Regions from separate parts of the Salmo salar genome. Here region 2 is linked to region 1. Evidence: chromatin contacts called from public Hi-C data. All regions are on one chromosome and are shown on one strand. The core of a region is the stretch at or near the end of the contact, and the rest is flanking DNA. Distances in the headings are between cores, read along the strand shown. Region 1 holds the start of LOC106565546 (scm-like with four MBT domains protein 1). Region 2 holds the start of ghrl (ghrelin/obestatin prepropeptide).

Evidence for each region. A called contact is a pair of places that touch in the nucleus more often than the background predicts.
Region 2: a contact with region 1 is called in a Hi-C map of muscle, with 2.7 times the contacts expected there. The contact joins the promoter of ghrl here to the promoter of LOC106565546 in region 1. A contact is called at or near these places in 2 of 3 Hi-C or Micro-C datasets (gill and muscle).

The regions. Positions count from the first base shown.
Region 1 is chrssa12:65,941,626-65,945,810 of Ssal_v3.1, forward strand. LOC106565546 (scm-like with four MBT domains protein 1) reads right to left here and starts at 2,263. Exons shown (of 20, transcript XM_045691649.1): 1 at 2,148-2,263.
Region 2 is chrssa12:66,103,586-66,107,770 of Ssal_v3.1, forward strand. It overlaps ghrl (ghrelin/obestatin prepropeptide), which reads left to right and starts at 2,146. Exons shown (of 5, transcript NM_001139585.1): 1 at 2,146-2,169; 2 at 2,349-2,494; 3 at 2,634-2,729; 4 at 3,565-3,676. The coding sequence starts at 2,381. It overlaps ccdc174 (coiled-coil domain containing 174), which reads right to left and starts at 1,297. Exons shown (of 10, transcript XM_045691652.1): 1 at 917-1,297; 2 at 566-829; 3 at 335-430; 4 at 122-198; 5 at 1-14. The coding sequence starts at 385.

The DNA.
Region 1 (4,185 bases), core at 1,013-3,512:
TGGGTAGTATATGGGGCTTTGGTGACAAAACGGATGGCATGGCACTGTGATAGATTATTCAGCAAATTGGATGCAGTCTAACATAAATCATGTAGCAGATACAGGATATGGTAGAAAGAGTTTATGGCCTTTTCTGTAGCCTACAGGCTGGAGATAGACTGTATTGAGACTGACTTTTTACATCATGCAGGTTTCTCCAATCAAATAGCCTAACCTAAATGCTGCCCAATCAAATAAAAGATATGTTAACAAAAAAACAGGCCAGGTCAAAGTAAAATGGACAATATGGAATGGCCATTCACAACTGTTGTCCAGGAGTTTCACCCCATTGTCATGATCAGTGGTTTCAAGTTTGTATCTGTACATTTTTGACAAGCTGATCATGCGAAAAATAAAATAGTTCTGCATTTCCTGCTGTGTAAACACATTGCAAATAGGCTTACCATAACTCCTAAAAAGTTGGGTAGCTGGTATTCAGAGCTTAAAATAGCCAAATTGATTTATCACAGGAATAAGGACTAATAAAGCCAATGCAATGGCCTGTTTTACAAATGGTGCGCCTACCACATGGATGGGCATTCATAAAATTCCATTGTGGGTAAGACATGATAGACTACACCCAAGTAAACAGGAACCGACGTTTTTTGGTCCTGTTCGGATGTTCTTTTTTTGGTGTTTTACAAACTGTAGGCTTACCACTTATGCCGTCGCCGTTTGGACGTTTTTTTGTTGCAGTCTGGACCGGCCTTGATTTCCAAGGACAATGGTTTTTGGATAGACGTCTATGTTTGCTTCAGATTTGGTGCGGTCCAGACCAGCCTTGATTTCAACATCCACGGACATAGATTTTTGGTCCGGTCCGGATTTCAACGTGCGAAAAATACCTATTTTAAAAGTGTGGAAAATAGGTATTTTCAGCATACGGGAAACACGTATTTTATACTTTTATTCATAACCAGAAATGAACCTGACTTCAACATCCGGAATATATGTATTTTTCAACGTCCTGGAAAATACTTATTTTCCCCCATAATTCAGAACCTAAACTGGAAAATATTTTAGACGTCTTTTCAACGTCAAAGACCGGCCCTGCCGTTCTTTCAATTCAATAGACTGTCCATCTCTGTCCCTTTCTGTCAGGTGTGATCAGTCTCAGGAAGGATTAGTGTCCTGCTTAGTGCAGGTGCATCTGGCCTAGACCCATTCCTACCACACACAGCCTTCGATCAGCCTTTTGAGTTGTTGACATCTTTATTCATTTAAGGAGTCATTAACTGAACTCATCCTGAGAAATCCCTGCCTGACTCCATCCTCCGATAACGTCAACGTGACAAAGCAGTGATATCAAACGATGAGTGTGTAATTTCTAGGTTATAAACTGCCCTATCTATAGCATACTCTCCCGCCTGCAGTGACAGGTGTTCCCGCCAGTGGGTTAACGACGTCCCATCTCAGAAAAGGGGTTGGTTGACCATGGCGTGAAAAAACCAGCACAAACATGCTAAAGCCTGCCTACACATATGTTAATACTTTATGTTAGGTTGCTAAAATGGTTGTAATTAACAGTATAATTACTGTTTGCCACAGACTAGCGTGAAACCGTGTAATAGGCTACACTGTAAATTATTTTACAATGTTACATTAGACGCTTGCAATGATTCATCGCAAGCTAAACAACCATGAAATAAAACATATCTTGACTACAGAAAAAACTAGTCAGACTTTTCAGGGAAAGTTTGTGTTAGCATCAGCAATATGACAATCTGTTGACACAATCTTGCAGACAAGGGCGTCATGCGCCCAGCTCAACTTTAAATTCTATGTTGTGGTCGTGATCAAAATTGAATTCGCAACATTGAAAAGAGAATAACGCAACCTGGCGTGCCTCTGGCGGTTTTGCAATGTTGATCGTGGATATCAATCTGTGCAATGAAAATGATCGGGTGCGCGAAGCTTGCACACCGTTTCCACTGTTCACGAGCAAGTTTGCAGCTGAAATGTCAAGTATTAGTATGGCGCTGCGTACTCAATCGAGCACAACACAGCTTGACACCAGGAAAAAAACACACGTGAGCCACTAAGGCAGCTGAAAATACGTTTGCCCGTTAGCTAATATTTACAATGTACTAAGTATTGTATACACTTACGTGAATCTCAGCTTTTCCTAGTTTTTCCAAGTAAATTTAAAACGTCTCCCTCGCCTGCCTCTTGTTCTCTGCTTCCTTGCAATATGTCACAAACCTCAACTGCGCATGCTCGGTCATTCACTTTCTCAACCTGGGGCTGTCAAGAGGAAAAGGCGTCCCGCACGGATGGACTTGTTCATATATTTCAGCGATTAGAGGAAAAATATGAACATACTCTGCCCAAAACGTTGTGCTGTCTTTGTTTCAATTACAACAGCATATCTAGATCAATTCAAAAACAAACAACGACACGCGGTCAAGGATAAGCAAAAGAAAATAGACCTACACAGGCTGTCGTCGTGAGCCATGCAATAAAATGTATTTATAAAGCCCTTTCTACATCAGCCGATGTCACAATGTCAATGTGCTGTACAGAAACCCAGCCTAAGACTCCAAACAGCAAGCAATGCAGGTGTAGAAGCCACGGTGGCTAGGAAAAACTCCCTAGAAAGGCCAGAACCTAGGAAGAAACCTAGAGAGGAACCAGGCTCTGAGGGGTGGCCAGTCCTCTTCTGACTGTGCCGGGCAATAAATTATACAGCACACTAACTAGCTACCTAGTTAATGCAAACAATGCAATACCCTATCTTTTGACTTGTCTGCATCGAATTCTCTTTAGACTAAAGGCAACTTTTCATTTGTATGGTATATTTCTGTAGGCCAAAAGACTACGTTGGTTTAGACTCGGCAGGTAGGACTTAGATTCCATATGACTATAGACTTTTTTTTCTCTCGCAGGGTGGAGACTCAAGCAGTAATTAGGTCTGCTCCGTTTCCATGGCAACAGCACCAAAGACGCACTAAAGAATAGATGTGGGGTGGTGGGAAACTCGACGCAAATACTTTCATTGAATTTCCATTATTTATACTAGACAATATTCGCTGCCATCATGCAGAGTAAATTGGTAGATACATTACATTACATGTGCGTTCTACAAAACTAAAAATGTACTATTTTGCTATGTTTTTGACAATATGGGACGACAAGATGCCCTAATGCACAAGTATCTAATCTGGCCTAGGTTACAACAAAACAATCAGCCAAAATCCACCTGTAGGCCGTCATTGTAAATAATAATTTGTTCTTAACTGACTTGCCTAGTTAAATAAAAAATTAAATAAATACAACATACCTCTCAAGCATTACAAAACGTGCAGGTGAAACAGTGTTTTAGTGCTTGCTCCAATGACTAGACTTGCTCACACACAGGTAACTGCCAAAATAAAGGAAACACTTGAGTAAATGAGGGATACAAATTATACTGAAAGCAGGTGCTTCCACACAGGTGTGGTTCCTGAGTTAAATAAGCAATCCCATCATGCTACCATGGCTGAAAGAGGAGATCTCAGTGACTTTGAAAGAGGGGTCTCAAAAGGGGGTGTGTATATGAGATCTCAACCCAATTGAACACTTATGGGAGATTCTGGAGCGGCGCCTGAGACAGCGTTTTCCACCTTCTCGTGGAAGTATGTGGCCGCATCCAATGTTCCCTAGTTTTTTTTTTTTTTTACCACTGATCAAATGTCAGGTCTGTGCAACTTCCAGTGCACGTTTTCTGTGAACACAGGCTGTACCAGCTTTAAGTTACAGTGTCAGACAGTGTTGAAGTAGGCTACTTGATCATACTGTAGGCCTATCAGAGTTGCCTTCCATCAAAAACAATGGATAAAATGCATACCATAACATTTGAACATGGAAATTGCTGTTCTCTCATTCAGTCTACAAGACTTTTAAAAACATGCAGGACTTGACATTAACCTGTTTATCCACTTGTCCTTCAGACAAAGTCACTGAAAATGTGTCGTTTGATGCAAGAAACCCCATTACAAAATAAAATGCATTATTATTATACCATTATTACAGATAATCAAACAAATGATGCTACCCTCTACCTATTGGCTACTTAGCTTATTCAAACCTGTCTCAAAATACAACACTGCCCCTTTAAGACAAAAAAAGCTCTTTGCCTGACTCACTTTTCAAAGATGTCTAAAAATG
Region 2 (4,185 bases), core at 896-3,395, 160 kb after region 1:
CAGCCGGGTCAAGTCTGAGTACAAACATTAAAAAAAGAAGCTCAGAACAGTATTGTCACTAACATCTTCTTCTATGAACAAACTTACATTCACTTCCATGTTTGATCAGAGTAAAATATACCCTTTTCCCTGAAAGTCTTGGTCCAATTTCTTGAACCCTGGTAGGTCTTTCTTCATGCATCTCCAAGATCGTCCACCCTAAGGAGGAATCAGACAACAGCTTCTTCAATTTCTAACCCTCGACCACTCAATGACATCTACAGTCCAATACTCTGCCTCTGCTATAGATGAGAGATACAGTAGTTTGGGGCTTCATGTGCTGTGCAGACATTACCACTCCTTGGGTGGGTTGGGGGAGGAGCTCTCTCGCTCTCTCATTGGGCATGATTCTGGGTCAAATCCACCAGGAAAAATCCCTCTGTCTCCTCATCTGACACAATGGAAAAGAGGACTGTAATTCCAATGCGAGAAATACAAATGGCCTATGCAGGGCCTTCACATGGCAAACTTACATACAGAATATGACAGCATTAATTGACCAGTGTAACAAATTACAAAACTATACCAGGAAAGTGTCCTTTGGTCATCTGCACATACAGTTTAGCTTTCTCTTCTAGCTTGCAGCTGTGGACAAAGAGAGACATGGCAAACAGCAATGAGCTCTAATAGAAGGCAGTGATGGTGTATAAAATATGTTGTCGGTGTGAAGTACATCACTTTGTACTCCCTTTGCTTTGTCAAGGTTGTTCTCTTCCTCTGCCACCTGTTCCACATCTTTCTGTTCCTGAGCTGAAACACCCTCATTCTGTTTGATCCATACATTACGTTTCTACACAGTGACAATAACCCAATGAACGTTATGGAGGCGAAGTAGGTTGATTACGTGTCTCTGTACTGTACAAAGTTCAATACATACCTTGCTTTTGGGGGATTTGGCACTAGTCCCAGCATCTTGGCATTTTTCATGTTTGAATTGCTCTTGTTTCCTGTAGAGTTCAGCTTTGAGATCAACCAGCTGCTGAGAAAAGAGTATACTACAGTATCCTAGCTTGCTATGTGTTAGCGTGCTGGCTAGATAAGTTACCGGCGTTATCTAACCAGCTAGCTTTGGTTTACACACTGCTGACAGAAAATGTCACAATAATAATTATTGTAAACAGGTCAACGATGAAGCAGTCACTGCATATTGCTTTTTCTTTTTATCCATGGTTGTTAGATTTCGATATATTAGCTCAAAGTCAGCTAGCTAGCGAAAGGTAACCAATCTACAACTTCCGAAGCAGCCGTGTTGTTTGGGTCACGTGATAATTTAGGGGTAACTAGCTAAGTAGATTCAGGACTGCCACCTAGCGGTGTGGAGTAAGCAACTGGCATTCTTTAAAAAATATATTGATGCTTTCAATGTTGGCATAATTCGTTTCTGGTTATAATGGATTTAGGCTCTTGAACATGCAGTTATGTAATATATGTATATGTATATCAGACTGCAAGTATAGACAGAGATTGTTCTTTTACTATGTCTCAGGTATCAAATCAAATGTTATTTGTCACATGCTTTGTAAACAACAGGCGTAGACTAACAGTGAAATGCTTACTTACTGGTTCTTTTCCAACAATGCAGAGTTAAAAATAAAATATATATATATCTTATAACCATAAATATACCATTTCGATGCTTATAATGATGCACAACATTCTGCCCATTACAGCTGACAAAGAACGGAATAACTGAAAGTTGAGATAATGTGTTCTTGGCATATTTCAGTACATAGGACAGTGAATATGTCTATTGTAGACTCAGGAAATGCAGAATGTTTCTGTTGATGGACCAGCAAACAGTTGCTCAGGTATGGGTACACATTCTAAAAGGGTCTAAAGCCCACATGACAGTGTGGTGTCATCATAATGGTATGATTAAAGGTGATAATCAGCAAGAACATTTCTGTTATCAGGTTGCAACTGTGCTATTCTTGTTCTTTTATCTATTCAAACATTTGAACAATCCATCTATTGCCAGTTCCATCAACCATGACTGTATTTGCTTTAATGTGCAAACATGGAAGCAAATATGTGTTTGGATTCCAAATGTCTCAGAGGTAAATATCAGAATAGGTATATAAGGTGAAAAGAGGCCATAGTCCAACCATATCAATGTCAAAGGTATATCTGGTGAGTATAGCAATTCATTTTCAATAAATAAGATGTCAGGGGAGATTATATTTAGGTTTGGTATCTCGATTAATTTAAACACAAGCTAAATGTAATTTACATTGTGCCATAGGAATGCTTTGGGTAAAAGCATCACAATATACAGTGCTTTAAAATGTTGTTACTTTGTATTTGGTGAGTTCTCTCCACGAAGCTCAGACAGCCATCCATCATGCTACTGAAGAGAAACACAGGTCTCATGATACTGATGCTGTGTACTCTGGCACTGTGGGCCAAGTCAGTCAGTGGAGGGTCCAGCTTCCTCAGCCCCTCCCAGAAACCACAGGTAAGACAGGTAAGGTGTAGCAGACGTGTGTGTTTGTGAGTAAGGTTTATGAATTGTGTGTAAAATGTGTGTGAGTAATGTTATAGTAAATGTGTGAATAAGGTAGTGTGTAACTCACTGTCGTGGCCTGGCCCTGCAGGGTAAAGGGAAGCCCCCTCGAGTTGGTCGGCGAGACATTGAAAGCTTTGCTGAGCTGTTTGAGGGTCCCCTTCACCAGGAAGACAAACACAATACAGTAAGTGACACAAAGAAGGTTGCTGATGCACATGGATTTACCTCTTAAAAATAGGTAATCTATAAGTCTTTGCTAGGTAAAGCTCCGCCTTATCTCAGCTCACTGGTCACGATAACAACACCCACCCGTAGCACGCGCTCCTGCAGGTATATCTCACTGGTCATCCCCAAAGCCAACACCTCCCTTGGCTGCCTTTCCTTCCAGTTCTCTGCTGCCAGTGACTGGAACGAATTGCAAAAATTGCTGAACCTGGAGAATTATATTTCCTTCACTAACTTTAAACATCAGCTATCCGAGCAGCTAACCGATCGCTGCAGCTGTCCATAGCCCATCTGTAAATAGCCCATCCATTCTACCTACCTCATCCCCATATTGTTTTTATTTACTTTTCTGCTCTTTTGTACACCAGTATTTCTACTTGCACATCATCATCTGCACATCTATCACTCCAGTGTTAATTTGCTGAATTGTAATTACTTGCTACTATGGCCTATTTATTGCCTTACCTCCTCACGCCATTTGCACACACTGTATATAGACTTTCTTTTTTTCAATTGTGTTATTGACAGTACGTTTCTTTATTCCATGTGTAACTCTGTGTTGTTGTTCGTGTCGCACTGCTTCGCTTTATCTTGGCCAGGTCGCAGTTGTAAATGAGAACTTGTTCTCAACTAGCCTACCTGGTTAAATAAAGGTGAAATTAAAAAAAGGGTCTAAAATGGCTTTATTAACATATTGCTTATCCCTATCTATTGCTTTCAAAACTACATAACATGCCAAGGGATGTTAAGGGCTAGGTTTAATTTGGATACTGATCAGCTCTCCCTGTTCTCAGATCAAGGCTCCTTTTGAGATGGGCATCACCATGAGTGAGGAGGAGTTTCAGGAGTATGGTGCCGTGCTGCAGAAGATCCTGCAGGATGTCCTGGGAGACACTGCCACTGCAGGTGCCATGCGATGACATTTGAACTTACAAAAAGCACTACTACTCTAGTTGGATAGAGACAGTGGTGATTTTAGCCTGTAAATCTTGGTGGGGCAAACTCAACTTTTTATTTAATGCATACCAGCAAAGCCACTACACAACACTAAACAAGATATTAATTGCACTATAACGGTGACAAACGGTGCCCACAAACTGTTAGTGCCTACATAAAGCTGTCCCAACAGCAGAGTCCCAACAGCAGTCCCAACACCTTACCACTGCTACACCTGGTTATCAGCTGAGCCTTGTCTGTCAGCGAAACAGTTAATTCAGCCTCATTTGCTACATATTTTTTAAAAACAGCTGATATGGCTGACTTGCTTAAACAAATGTGGTTTCTACTGACAATTGAGATGTACATACTATTATACAAGGGAACGGATAAGAGGTAATGCGTAATTTCGAGTAAGACATTAATGAGCGAGCTAAGACAGACGTAGTCAATATAACTATCTGTTCAGTACTTTTAAA